3 separate regions of the Mus musculus genome follow, and regions 1 and 2 are each linked to region 3. A link is a contact called in public Hi-C and HiChIP or PLAC-seq data. All regions are on one chromosome and are shown on one strand. The core of a region is the stretch at or near the end of the contact, and the rest is flanking DNA. Distances in the headings are between cores, read along the strand shown. Region 1 has its middle 86 kb from the start of Gm40388. Region 2 overlaps 9130015A21Rik (RIKEN cDNA 9130015A21 gene). Region 3 has its middle 23 kb from the start of Gm26071.

Region 1 (4,600 bases), core at 2,016-4,515, 410 kb before region 3:
TGTCCCCACCAAACTATCATTGAGTCACATTTTGAGAACTCTTGCTTGCCCAAGCTGCACTTTTTCTACTAGGAAATGCAGTTAATGTGAAGCCATTTGATGATCTTAAGAGTCCCTAGAGGATGTGGGGTTGCTCCCCACTCCAGGCCCAGCCAAATCAGACCCTTGACTGTATTGACGAAATGTCTCTCTCCTCTTATCTTGTTGGTTTAAGATAAGCTGATACAGAATTGGATCTACATTTTTCAATGCTGTTAAAATTGGTTCTAAGTCGGGGAACATGTTACCCTTTTACCACCCAGAGGCAAACAAGTTCCAGAAGAGGAGCAAGCCAGTGGTTGACGTTGTGCTCCTCAGTATTCTAGTACTTGGCTTTCAGTATCAAGGTGCAGCAAGCCGCTGGCACTCCATCCATGGCTTCTGTCTTCTAGGAAGGAATAAGACATTTTCTATGGAGATAATGTCATCCACTTTGTCTAGAACTTCACAAGATGGCAGTAAGAGAACAAATCATACAATATTTGAGCAGGTTAGTTTTTCACGCTAGTGAAATTGATTTAGATTACTTAGGATAAGAACAGCTACTTGGTGATGCAGACTCATCTCTCCCATGACTGAAAGAGGCTAAGTAGGCATTCTCCTCTCCTCTCTTCTCCTCTCCTCTCCCCTCTCTTACCCTCCCTTCTCCTCCCTTTCTTCTCTTTCTTAAGAATGTCTCATGTAGCTCAGTCTGCCTCCAACTTTCCATGTAGCCAAAGATGCTCTTTGACTTTTGATCTTCTTGCCTTTACCTCTCAAGTGCTGGGATTAAAGGGGATCAAGCTCAGGGTGTTGTGCATTCCAGGCAAACATTCTACTCACCGAGCTATAGCCCCAGCCCACAGGCATTCTTTCCTTATATCCTTTGGTCTTGTATTTGCCCTAAGGAATAAATCTCCTGTTTTTGACCATTGTTTTTGCTGCAAAAACTACGAATAAAGCCGCTCTACTGACTATAAAAATGTAGAGATGTTTCATCTGGAAATTAGTCTTGTTAGCCTACTTTTCTGTTTGTTTTTGTTCCTGTGGTCTGTGTATCCACAGAGCATTCTTCAGCTTCCTCATTTCCCTGCTCCTCTCTAGAGATTGCTAGTTACTCAGTCAGAACAGCCTTTTCTCTGCCTTGCAACCAGAATGAGTCACACTCACTTCCAGATTCTTGAATCATAGGGTTATGAATCTTTTACTTCTTGAAAAATCTTCTCCTGTAAGTTTTCAAGAGGGAGCATTTAGTAAGCAATTTTCTTTCCTGCTAGGTCCTTGCCCTGTTCCCAAGCCATGTGATTTGTCTAGAACGTTGCCTTTTCTTTTCTAATGTTGGGTGCATGACTCCAGTTCACCTCTTCTGTTTTCATCTCCTGTCTAGTGTTGCTTCAAGGATAGTAAACAACTCAACCAAACTCTTTTACTGAGACTGTTGCCAGGGGCATTGCAGATCTTTCCCACCCCCACATACAGGGGGAGGGAGGATAGGGAGTAGATGACCTCATAGGTGGCAAAAGAGTTATAGAGCAGGTGGGGTGAAAGCATTCTTAAGCAAAGCCTTCCAGTGTCTGCTTACTAGTGCTGCTGAAAGAGGCTGAGCTCTGAGTAGACATCCCAGGAAAGGATTAGACTCCAGGAGAACTAATCTCAAGATTTCTCTGCTTCTTTTCCTCATCTCAGTCCATAAACAACCCAGAGAAAATGGATCAGAACATGACTGCACTTCTGGGAAAGGGAACAGCAGAATGGGACATGGATCAATTAGTTTGAGAGGAGTATGAGGAACGGCATGTTTATAATATTTGGAAGGAAGTTAACATCAGTTAGTAATTTCTCTGTTCCCCAGAACGTGATCTTTGAACAACTCTGAAGGCAACCAGTTCTCCAAGATTAGTAAGGACCCTGATCTAATTAATCTAAAGTTAATTATTATTTAATTTACATGGCAAAGGAAAGGAGGAGGAATTTTACACTTGCCACTCGTGGTAGGTGTATATATGTTCTGTTCTGTTTCACCCTACACAGAATTTGTAATAAAGAAAGAAGAGATGCATTTTCAAAGCTACAACTGTGTAAGGGCTATGGAAATATAAAGAAACTGGAACAAAGTCCCTATTGTATAGGAAATATTCAGGGAAAACCAGTTAACTGTGGCTGTTGTTGATAATGCTGTTCACACGCCTGCTGGGGGAAGCACTTGCAGAGGACTGAGGCTAGTCAGGGTATGCACAATGGCTGGGCAGGGTGCTCAAAGACTGGTTCTGAGTGCACAGGGCTTGGGGTTGGGAGCAGTGTCTAGTCTGGGTGCAGTGTCTGGTCTGGGTGGAAAATGGCTGGGTCTGCATGCACAGTACCTGGGTCTGGGTGCATAGGATGTAGTCAGGGTGCACAGTGGTTGGTCTGGGTGTATAATGTCTAGTTTGGGTGTACAATGGCAGGGTCTGGATGCATAGTGTCTAATCTGGGTGCACAATGTCTAGTCTGGGTGCACAGTGGCTAGTCAGGACGGACAGTAGTTGATTAGCATGCACAGTATCTAGTCAAGGTTTACAGGGACTTGTTGGGCTACACAGTGACCATTGTGTTCTGACTGAGAGAAATAGAGAAATTCATAATTGTCCTCAAAGATAGGTAAGACACTTGAGAATCTTAAATCTGGGATCACAGTAACTCAGAATCTTAGCATGGTGCTTAGGTCGTGTTTCAGAGGGAGCCCTTGATGTCCACTAGAGTGAGAGACTCATGGCCTCAGGGCCACTTTGGCTACTCTAGGATAAGAGAACGACTAGTTGACATGTTTCTCTTTGAACATGATAAAACAGTAAATGGCATATATCAACTTTAGAACACGTTGAATAGCAATTCAGTTAGTTCTTGATCTTTCAAACCTAATTTATTTTACAACGGAAACAAACTCAGTTTACTAAATATAACTTTAGTTCTAAAATGTGACAAAGGCAGTGGTTGGATATGTGTCCCAGATTAGCGTGTTAACTGTCACTTTTACCTTCGTTCTCTTTCCTTGACCATCCCCTTAGCCTCTCTCCCTTTCCAGCTTGCCTTCTTTCCCAAGTCCCTTTCTTGTAATTCAGTGTTTCAGTTTGACCAGAAGAGGGCACTATGCTGCAGCAAGTCTGGACTTCAAGTACCTGAAAAAAACCAAGTGGTGAGAAACTCAGAGAGAAAAATGAGCTCATAAATGTGGTTACGTACATGAGTGCTTATTGGAATTTAATTACAGTGATTTATACAGACCTGACATGATCGTATGGCTCATAAAACAAATCATGTTAACAGCGTGGTCAGTGAGGTACCCTTTCCTCTATGAAAAGCAGTTATTTTTCAGCTCTTTAGTCCCGAATAGGATATTCTATCAAAAGAAGATGAGTTGTGCTAACTCCTGTGACTTTTCAGCGTGTGCCTGCTTTACTGGTTGGCTCTACTGTATAATTCCTTATTTTTAACTTAGTAAGCATATATCAGCTTTCCCAAGATAATTAGGTGGATAAACAAAATGTTCAAAGAGCAATGGAGTCAATCAGACTCTTTATCAGGGACATACACACAGCAAAGCTTTTTACAAATGGATAGACTTCTCCTTTGAGACTTGGCCCCAAATTGGATTTCCTGGAATTTACAAGGGACAAAGCAGGCTACTTTCCTAAACAGAACAAGATCCTATTTACTTGTTAAGACTAGAGAAAAGAGAGGAACCCTCACACCCTCTAGAAACACACTGGAGTTAAGAATTTAACAGCACAAATGTGTACTGGAATACTCAACCACTTTAAAACAAATCGGACATTGTTCCAGAACATTCCTATCAGCACATGATTTTCTTATACACCGATATCAAACTTTTATTTTTAAAGAAGTCAAAATGTTCCCCCCCCCATGCCTATGTGGACAGCCACACCTCTAACAGCTGTTTAGACACTGAGTATTCTTTTATAGCGCTTAACGAGATGTTTAAGGAATCAATTATTATTATGCTTTTCAATTTAGATCTTTACATTATAGGAATCAGACAAGTATGAGAGAGAGAGAGAGAGAGAGAGAGAGAGAGAGAGAGAGAATCTACTGTGGATTCTGGTAAGTCTCATGTTTCCTGTTTCTTCTGTGTAGAGTTTGGTCATTGGTCAACAGTTCATGCTGCCATAACTGAAGACATAGTTTCATCAGCACAGAATCAAGACAGGTGTTTGCTTCTCTTTCCAAATTTTTATAATACTACCTAATAAATAAAATACACATGGATACCTCCCCCCCACTTCCCATTATAACTTGTATATTTTCCTCACTATTAATCTCTTTGAATTCTGCAAAGTTGGTCAAATGTTAAAATATTTAGAATGAACCAAACACAGATCTCAACTTAAGCTTCTTCTCTTCTTCCTTTCATTAGTAGCATTAATGAAATATATTTTAGAAGGAATAAAAACTCTCTCATGCAATTAGGACAGCTGCTCTTCTGCCCACTTCTCTTGAGGTTCCTCCTCTTGCTCCCTTGTGCATGTTTCTATCTCGATTTTCTTCCCCCCTTTTTTGAATCCTGAGCTTTTTCTTTCTTTTCAAA
Region 2 (4,670 bases), core at 661-3,160, 260 kb before region 3:
GCACTCTACTATCATGCAGTCTCAGCAACTTGACCAGTTATGAATCTTTATTTTAGTTTCTGCCTACAGAAACTGATAGGTGTCTCTGGAAACGTGTCTCAGTGACTGGTTCCCAGCATCCATACCAGGCAGCTCACTACTGCCTGTAATTTCAGTTTCAGGGGACTTGATACTCTCCTCTGGCCTCTGACAGCACACACATGCCATAATTAAACATATCAATAGAGATATTTAAATGTGTTTTAAAGTTTCTACGAACAAGACTGAGGGCAACACTAATCTACGGATTAGTTATTTAACTGATTAGTTATTTAGAAGGCAGTTATTTAACAAATCAATAGTGAGAAGTTCCTAGCTAAGATTCCCTTGTTCCTATGACCTCCATAGCCACAGGGTTTTCACCAGATTTACAGTACCAGACATGATTTCCTTCCGATAGAGTGAGCCTCAACCTAGCAAGATTTTATTTTCCTCAGCATATAAATTATAAGGTTATATTGTTTGTTTGTTTGTTTGTTTGTTTTCTTATAGTGATTAGGAGGGGAATAAGGAGGAGGTAGAGAGATTGAGTGATAGACAGACATTGGGACTGCTGTGATGGCTAAAGAAACTCCATCCTATGCCAGCCAGCCATCTTGGTACCCATAAGTCCAGTGGTTCTCAACCTGTGGGTTGTAACTGGTTTGGAGTCTAACCACTCTCTCATAGGTGTTACTCCAAACCATCAGAAAACACAGATATTTACATTACAATTCATAACAGTAGCAAAATTACAGCTATGAAGTAGCAGCGAAAATACTTTTATGGTTGAGGGTTACCACAGCATAAAGAACTGAATTAAAGGGTTGAAAAGCATTAGTAACCCTGACTCAGTTCCCACATATTCCCATCAGAGAAAGGGAGGCCTCCCCCATGGGTTCCAATCCACCTTGATACATTAACTCACAGAAGGACTAAGCACTGGGACCAGACAAGGCACCCCAGCTCTGGGAAGAGGACCCAAAGGTACACAACTGAGTTAGAAACAACCCCAGCTCCAATTGTTAGGAGACTCACATGAAGAACAAACTGCACATCTGCTATATATGTGTAATGGACCTTGGTCCAGCCTATGCATACCCTTTGGTTGGTGGTTTTCTCACCGTGTGCCCCTGTGGGGCCAGGTTAGTTTACTCTGTAGTTCTTCGTGTGGTGGTGTCCTTGACACATCCGGCTCCAGAATTCCATCCCAGCACTCTTCCAAAAGGCTTTCAGAGCTCCACTTACTGTTTGGCTGTGGTCTCTGCATCTGTTTCTATCAACCGTTGGATGACGTCTCTCAAAGGACAGTTATGTTAGGCTCCTGTCTGCAAACAAAGCAGAAATTTTATATTTGTACATTCATGCATGTATAAATATTTCTTTACCTGGTTGACCCTTTAAACCTTTCTATATGGGAAATGTACTACTGTCAATGCATTGTGAATGATACCCATTTTACTCCTCTGTGGTTATTCAGGGTGGAAAAGTTGAGTACTAGCATCTAGTAAAATAACAATGTGGTAATTCATGGTGTCATTAGATCAAAGGCTTCTATTGATGCAATAGTAGACCAAAGTTGTTCAAGGAAAGGTACAATTTGATCATATGATTGTCCTGAATTACAACTGAAGAAGATAAACATCAGGCCTGCTCATTTTCTTCTTTGTAGCTCCCTTTAATGGACACTGTCATTTCCCATAAGTGCCAAATGGGGTGATGATGACACAAGCATTGAATACCTGTAAGCTAATCTGCTTTGAGGCCTCCTGGAATTCCTGATGCTTTGGGCAGAGGCCAGAGGTTTCAGTAAACAAGCTGTTGTGGGGGGCCAGCCAAGAGGTGTGGGTGTAATTCTTTGGAAAGGTCCTGAGGGCATGCAAGCCTCAAGTCAGATGTCTGTTGATGCTACTGGTTTGAAGAAGCTGTAAGAGGCTTTTCTGCAGTCTGGGAACCATTCCCCCAGAGCAATTGACCTGTGCACTGCTATTGCTTTATATCAACATGACTACCTGTGACTGTGGGTGTGCCCACTGTGGATACTGGTTGCAATTTTCTCATTCTTACACCAGTGTGAAGGGTGCTATTGTTTGGAATAAATGTAGAAGTAATGGCTGCCTCAAGCAATAGGGCCAATTCTTAGATGGAGTGGTTCTGTCCTTTGTTAAGTTTTTAGGCACAAATTTTAAAGGGTTCTATTTAAACGTAAAAAAGGTTCTATTTGTATATGGACTCACTTTAAAATTTATTGAAGTACTTCATACATCTGTCTTTAGTATCACAGGAAAAAATGCTCTATGGTGTGTTATCATAAACAGTTGTAAGTTACTCCTTTTTTCTTCATCGTTTAGAACACTCTACAACTACAAAACACCTAGAATCGATTTTATGATGATTTCAGATGTGTTCATAGAGGTTTTTAAAATTGATTCATCCCGTGATTATCATGAAAGCATGCCATTGTCTTTTTCTAACTGGTCACCCCCCCCCCCCCAGATAACTAGAGACTATCAGCTATGGTAATGGAAACCTTTTCATAAAATTCTGAAATTTGAAATTAAATTTATAATTGAAATTCTTGGAATTAGTCTGTTTTGTCAAGAGGTTATAAAAGGTGCAAGCCTCAATGTGGATTTAATTGGAGCTGAGTAATGACATGCAACGGAAGATTTCAGTTTTCAGGATAACATTGCTGGTCTGCTTAAATGAGCTGTGTTTAACTGCAGTAAGGCTAGGAGAAAGCCAGCTTGGATTCCCTGGACTAATATAATGCTCCATTCCTGTTCTGCTGATCCTCATCCAGTTTTTCCTCCATCACAGTATGGTCAACTTGAAATGGTGAGCTAACATTAACTCTAAGTAATAAGATTTGGATGGTTTCTTTTAACTAGAAGGTTGGCCAGATATTCTTATATTATTTTCACTTAAATTGAGCTGAAGAAGAACTACTTTTGCTTTTAACTTTTTAATACATAGCTCCCAATAATATGTTTGTCCATAATATTAAAGGCTATTCATGTAACATCTAAGGTTCTGAGGAAATGAAGAAATAGGCATTGAAAGATTAACTAAGTGGTTTTGGGAGATAGATCAGCCTGTAGAACATTAGCTGCACAGACATGAGACCGGACTTTACATCTTCAGCACCTTTATAAAAAGCCCAGAGTGGTTCTGTACAGACAGGAAGATCCTTAGAGCTTGCTGGCAAGTTGGTCTTGCCAAATTAATGGGCTCCTAGTTTAGTTAAAGGCCCTGTCTCAAAAAAATAAAGTGGAAAGCAAGTGAAGAGTTCATTTGACATTGACCTTTGGGCTCCACAAGCATATGAACATGAACACACACACACACACACACACACACACACACACACACACATATACACCCATGTAATGTAAACACACACATGGTAAAAGAAAAATCCAGTGAGGAAATACTTAGGCAAGAGCATAGACCTTGTCGGAGAGCAGAGATGGTGAATGCTGTAATCTCAGTGCCACATGCTGCCCTAGACACGATTGGGAACTTAACAGTTTTCCACATGGAAACTTACACTGCCAATCAACTGTAAGGCTTTAGATAAGAAACGAGATTCAGTCTCAACCACAACATGCAGTCACTTTTCCCTCAGTTATACTGAATTCATGTGTGGAGTGGTATTTTACTTTCACTGTGGTATATTTGGTCAGAAAGAATTCTATCAGCAAGGAGTTGGGATATTCCCAAAGGATTTCGCAACAGGAATACCCAGCTGTAAATGATTATGACTGTGAATATATAGAATCATTTGGATACGGTTCTTTTCAGCTAACTTGTTGCTGGAGTATGAAATACATCCTGAAAAAAATACACAAATCATATGTGTATAACTTGATCACCTTCCCACACACAAAATAATGACACATATCTAGTTGCATGGAAACAGACTGTCATCTATTCCCAGGAGAGTTTTCACACCTCTAGCCATTAAGTCTAGAGTTAGTCCCAAGGTTAGTAATTCACAAATTGAAAACCATGTAAATAGGCACACGGAACCAACAGAATTGAAAAGACAGGCAAAGTACTATGTTGAGTTTGATTCTTTCTCATGACAGATGTGTGTAGAATCTGGGTGTGTTGCCCTTATAGTTATAATTCGTATATTCTGGTTATTCTGTAGCAACTTGGCACATCTATATCATCTATCTGTCTCTCTCGTCTCTGTCTTTCCCTGTCTCTCTCCCTCTCCCTCTCCCTCTCCTCTCTCTCTCCTCTCTCTGTCTGTCTCTGTTCTCATCCCCCTCTCCTTCTCCCTCTTCTCTCGATCTCTCTCTCTATCCATAGACTATGCTACTTAGGCATTTGGGGACTTCTTGCCTTGGAAATTGTTCTTGTTTTTGTTAAACATGCACATCTTTCTGTCAGGTACATGTTATAGCATGACTCTTGGATATGTGTTCTTAGCATTATCTATTTATCATTTATTATAGTTGTGAGTGTGTATTATGTGGGGGGAGGGGGCGGTTCATCCCTCAGAGGATAATTTATGGAAAGCAGTTCTCTCCTTCTATTATGTGGGCCCCAGAGATTGACCTCAGTGGTTAGACTTGGCAGCAAGTTCCTTTGCACGCTGATCCAACTTGTTGGCTTAACTTCAGCTTTTTCTCTGCTAAGCA
Region 3 (4,505 bases), core at 1,295-3,794:
CATCAGTTTTATTGGTTAAAGGCAAAGAGTTTTAACATTTATCTCATGCTTTCTTCACTCCTTTATTGAGACTTGCACATCTCTACCTCTGTTAGAAGTGATCTCCTTTGTGTGTAGTTTTCCTGAAGTTCTGTTGGGAGTGTCACCATGTATAAAGTGCTAGCTTTCTTTCCAGTTAGCTACTTTAGATTTGGAATAATTTCTTTGCCTATATGTAATGATTTTTATGCCTGCTGCTTATTCTAGTGGAGTTGGAAAGATCCTCTATAGCTCATTTAAGTGTACAGACACACTCTAGGGGCTGTGGAGATGACTCAGTGGGTAAAGTTAAAATCCCCAGTAATCTGACAAAGCCAAGCATGTGTGTGCTTATAACTTCAGCATTTGTATGGGTAGACAGTCATATCCTGAAAACTCACTGGCCAGATATCTTAGCTGAAACAGTGACCTCCAGAGTCAGTAAGAGACCTTGTATCAAAAGAATAAGATGAAAAGTGGTAGAGGTTCTCTTACATCACCATATATAGACAACACCCATGTGCTCACACATGTACAACACTACATATACACATGAATGGGGATGCCCTAGCAGGTCAGACAATTGTGAAGCATATAATAGTGAGTGTCAGATACTTGGTGGACATTTACACATTAGGTTTAGCCCCCTTTCAGTTAATGGTGTTTTTCTGACACTCTGTTAATGCTAGCTTTCCTATTAGTAAAAGCATCAGGTCGTAGCAGCTCCAGCAATAGTGAGGAATCCTATGTATATGTCATAGGATCAGACAATGGTGAGAGCCCAGAGATTACATTCAGTATAGATAGTGGTAAGAATAACAACACCACTTCTGTTACACTGTCTATGAGCAAACAGAGCACTGGTGCAGGACAGTAGGAAGGACAATGTAGATGTTATAGCCACCAGAACTATAATATTCTTTTTGGACCGAATGGAGTGTATGTCTGGGGAGAGGATGGTGTAGTGGTTTGAATAAGAATGGCTCTCAGAGGATCATATATTTGCTTGTTTGATTCCCAGCTGATGGAACTGTTTAGTAAGGATTAGGGAGTGGAGGCTTGTTGGAGAAGATATGTTACTAGGGGAGGGCTTTGAGGTTACAAAAGCCTACATCATCTCAGTCCCTTCTCCTCCCTCTCTTCTTCTATTCATCCCCTATCTTTCAGAAACTCTCAGTTACTGTTTCAGAGCCTTATCTGCCTGTCTGACTGCTTGCCACCACACTGCTTCCTGCCATGTTAATCATGGCCTAACCCTCTGAAACTAAGCAGGTACCCAATTGTTGTGGAATGGCCTGATGCTAATTGTATTTTTATGCTAATTCCCCTCTCCTGGGAGGGGTTGCAGACAAGGAGTTAGTCACTACTCAAGTGACTTTTTGTGAACCAATCCCCTAATGAATAAAGGAGCCAATCACTGGATAAGTATGCGGGACTTCCAGAATGAATGGAAGAAGAGAGGAAGCAGGAAAGAGTTAGGCCCTTTTGGATGGGGATAGCGGGAGGACAAGATGTAATTACAAGTGTCTCCCAGTTTCAATGGTGGATCTGTCAGGTTTCGACACCAGGAGGATTTAGATTTAACAAGGCTTACAATATTAAGATTTTAGTTGTTGTGCCCAACAATTGAGTTACTGTTGTTTTTAAACTAAGTCTGTATTGCATTTTCCTTCATGTGGTTGCTTTCCTGGGTTCAAAAGAGAAAGGTATGGTGGCAAAACATGGGATTGCCTGAGGTTTTTGAAGCGGGGCTAGTGTGGTAACAACCTGCCAGTTGGTACCTAGTGAGCTGGGTGGAGAGATTGTGGAGCTCTGAGTCAGAGTTGCCATGAGATAAAAACAGGTCAGCCATTGCCGGCCAGTGCATGGCCAGCCAGGCTGCCACTAGGACAGAGTTGCTGGCACAAGTGTGAATGAGCAGGTTGGATTTTAATATTTCCTGCAACACCCAACTAAATGCTATCTTCTATAAGTTTTCTTGATCATGGTGTCTCTTCACATGAAAAGTAGCTAAGACTGATGTCAGTTGGGGGTTTACATACCCTTGCCTCTGCATTGTATAAGCAGAAGCTAGGCAGCAGAGCAGGATGATGCCTAGAAGCAGCCAGTTTCTCACAGTTGCCTCAGCATGCTACATTAGGTGTGGTAGCACTAGAAACCATATTCCTTTCAAGCTTCTGAGCAGCAGGTACCTGAGCAATGGCTCAGGAGAATACTGTGAGTGGCTGCCTTTGGTCTGACCCTGGATCATGTCTACTTGTAGTTCAGAGGACAAATGCTCTGGCCTCATCCAATCTCAAGGGTAGCAATTCTGTTCCCCTACATACTTCAATAGCCATTCCACATCCAGTGTGGTGAATCTAGTGGGTTTGGTTTACAATCACATTGATGGGTTTTTGAGAAACCTGTCCTCTGAGCCAGTGCCAACTTTGGAGTCCCAAAGATGAGAACAGGCAGATATTTCTAACTTCTGGGAGGAGCCCAAGGTCAAACAACAACTCAACTTCTCAGGAAAACTCTTGGTTCGTAGCCTGCACATAACTGGGAGATGATGTAAGATACTTTCCCAAATGCACTGAGTCGACTGAGGTTGCCTAATTTACTGAAAGTCTAAAACTATTGTGAAAGTTTCCAGTTTCCTCACTGGTGGTGTTTTCTGGAACTTTCTCTTTCACCCTGACCTTTGAGAAGGAAATTCACCGTCCCCTGGCTTTGGAACCGTGATGGCAGTCCTAGGGAATTTTTGTTTCTCTGTCTGTGGTGTTATCACTAATAGGCTAAGTTTTCTAAGTCTTGCAATAGTCTAGGCTCTGTCTTGTTTACTGTGTTCCCCTCTGGTCACTAACCTCAAAAACACAACCACATGTGTGTCTATTATTTTGGTTCTTTGGGGAAAGAAGAGGTGAGTGCTAGGTGTCTTATTTGTCCATCTTGAATCTTTATAAATAATTTCCTGAACATGTGATCCACTTCTCTTTTTAAAAAATAAATTTTAAAAGTTTAGATATATGTTTCTTTAATCCTATGTCTGGTGTACTTTTCCTTCTTTGTGTAAGTGTAACTAGGTAAATTGTAAATTTAAGTGCTTAGATGTAGTTATTTTTAGTTTTCTATTGTTTCCTAGCACTAATCATTGAAAGCAAATCTTCAGTCATTTGCTTTGTTTCTTTTTTTGAAATTTGGATAGTTTGTTTAATATTGAAACCTGAAATGCTCTTTATATAAATATTAAGGAATTAAAATATACTTAATATCTCACCAAACTCACAAATTCACCTTATGACTTCTGGCTCTTATTTCTGTGAATTCCTATTCTTTTGCTACCTGTGATGGTTCTTCTTATTTCTCAACTTAACACACTTTGACAATAAAGAGGACAACCACAGTTTGATTATATTGGGGAATAATGAACCTTCAACATGGAATGATATGGCATCATTGAAATCTATCCACAACATCAAAGGAAGCTCTTTGGGAAAGATGGGTGACTCTTGTGTTTCCCAGTGTATTCTAGGTGGTGCTGTGGTTTTGTGTTTGAGTTGTCCAGTATTCACAGATGCATGCTGTAGGGACTCAAGGACACTGAACCCCATGTTTCTGTCCCAGGAATAAATGTGTCATTGAAGGCCTGCCCACCTCTTGCCAGCTTTACATTTACTCCAGACAACACGTGCAACATTTTTCTTTTTACAAGGATTCTGTCTTTTTAAACTACTCTGGGGATACAGTCAATCACCCATCCTTCAGATCACTTAGAATTCTACCCAGATCCAGGACCGTGTGCCACTGACTAGCAATCTTCACAATACAAAGTCTTTGGTGTAAGAAAACATCTTCAGTATTGGTCTTGACATTCCTAGTTCAACACGTTCCCAGTTACTAACGCTTCTTAAATAAGTCATGTCGTCAGTTCAGTTCAAAGCCTGACAAAGGTTATAGATCTTGCTTAGTGTAAATGTGCAATGCCTCAAGCTGTGTTTCAATGTCCCAAACACAAGCTGACTGGCCTGCTTTGCCTATTTAATTTCTTCCAGCTGGTTTCTTGTCTGTCTTAATTTACCCTCGGTTTTTTTGCCTTAATGACTTCCCAGAGAGTCCTAGTCATTTGTGCATTTGTGAGAATTATCTTTTATTTATGGCTAGGCTATCTGAGTGACAGAACACAGTGTGGTGTTAATAACATCTACTTGGACTTTGTGGAACAAATATGGCTTTTTTTTTCAGGAATATGATAACTCCTTAAGAGACTGGGAGGTGGGTTCTGTCTCATCAGTGCTGGGATGGTGGTATGCAGTCCACCCTGTTTACCCACCTGTCCTAACTTGTGGCTGCTTGGGTTCCTACCTTTAGTACAATTGTTTATAGCACAAGGGCTTTAGCCACCCCTCCATCTACCTAGCCCACTGGTATTAGTTCATTCAAGAGAAAATTCAGCAGCAAGCCCATCTAGTCCTCATACTTTCTTTCTTGGACTATTACCGCTTCAG

What was found. A called contact is a pair of places that touch in the nucleus more often than the background predicts. HiChIP or PLAC-seq counts read pairs in DNA pulled down with a chosen protein or histone mark.
Region 1: an H3K27ac HiChIP or PLAC-seq map of the NIH/3T3 cell line shows a contact between it and region 3, with 10 times the contacts expected there. The contact joins two enhancer-like sites. A contact is called at or near these places in 1 of 15 datasets of contacts at CTCF or cohesin (large pre-B cells), 1 of 484 Hi-C or Micro-C datasets (embryonic fibroblasts) and 4 of 115 datasets of contacts at active chromatin or transcription factors (the NIH/3T3 cell line, astrocytes, embryonic stem cells and 1 more).
Region 2: a contact with region 3 is called in a Hi-C map of liver, with 4 times the contacts expected there. The contact joins two enhancer-like sites. A contact is called at or near these places in 9 of 484 Hi-C or Micro-C datasets (adipose-derived mesenchymal stem cells, embryonic stem cells and liver), 1 of 115 datasets of contacts at active chromatin or transcription factors (embryonic stem cells) and 1 of 9 other capture datasets (embryonic stem cells).

Annotation. Positions count from the first base shown.
Region 1 is chr12:35,830,041-35,834,640 of GRCm38.p6, reverse strand. No RefSeq gene overlaps it. Among named protein-coding and RNA genes, the nearest start is that of Gm40388, 86 kb to the right of the region's middle. Within about 2 kb of position 3,265, at least 38 of the 459 cell types and tissues checked have an H3K27ac peak or open chromatin away from gene starts, as enhancers often do. A contact at or near this core is called in the NIH/3T3 cell line, where this site is marked.
Region 2 is chr12:35,679,146-35,683,815 of GRCm38.p6, reverse strand. The region is part of intron 3 of 9130015A21Rik (RIKEN cDNA 9130015A21 gene); the gene reads left to right. Among named protein-coding and RNA genes, the nearest start is that of 9130015A21Rik, 14 kb to the left of the region's middle. Within about 2 kb of position 1,910, at least 15 of the 459 cell types and tissues checked have an H3K27ac peak or open chromatin away from gene starts, as enhancers often do. A contact at or near this core is called in liver, where this site is marked.
Region 3 is chr12:35,416,245-35,420,749 of GRCm38.p6, reverse strand. No RefSeq gene overlaps it. Among named protein-coding and RNA genes, the nearest start is that of Gm26071, 23 kb to the left of the region's middle. Within about 2 kb of position 2,544, at least 36 of the 459 cell types and tissues checked have an H3K27ac peak or open chromatin away from gene starts, as enhancers often do. A contact at or near this core is called in the NIH/3T3 cell line and liver, where this site is marked.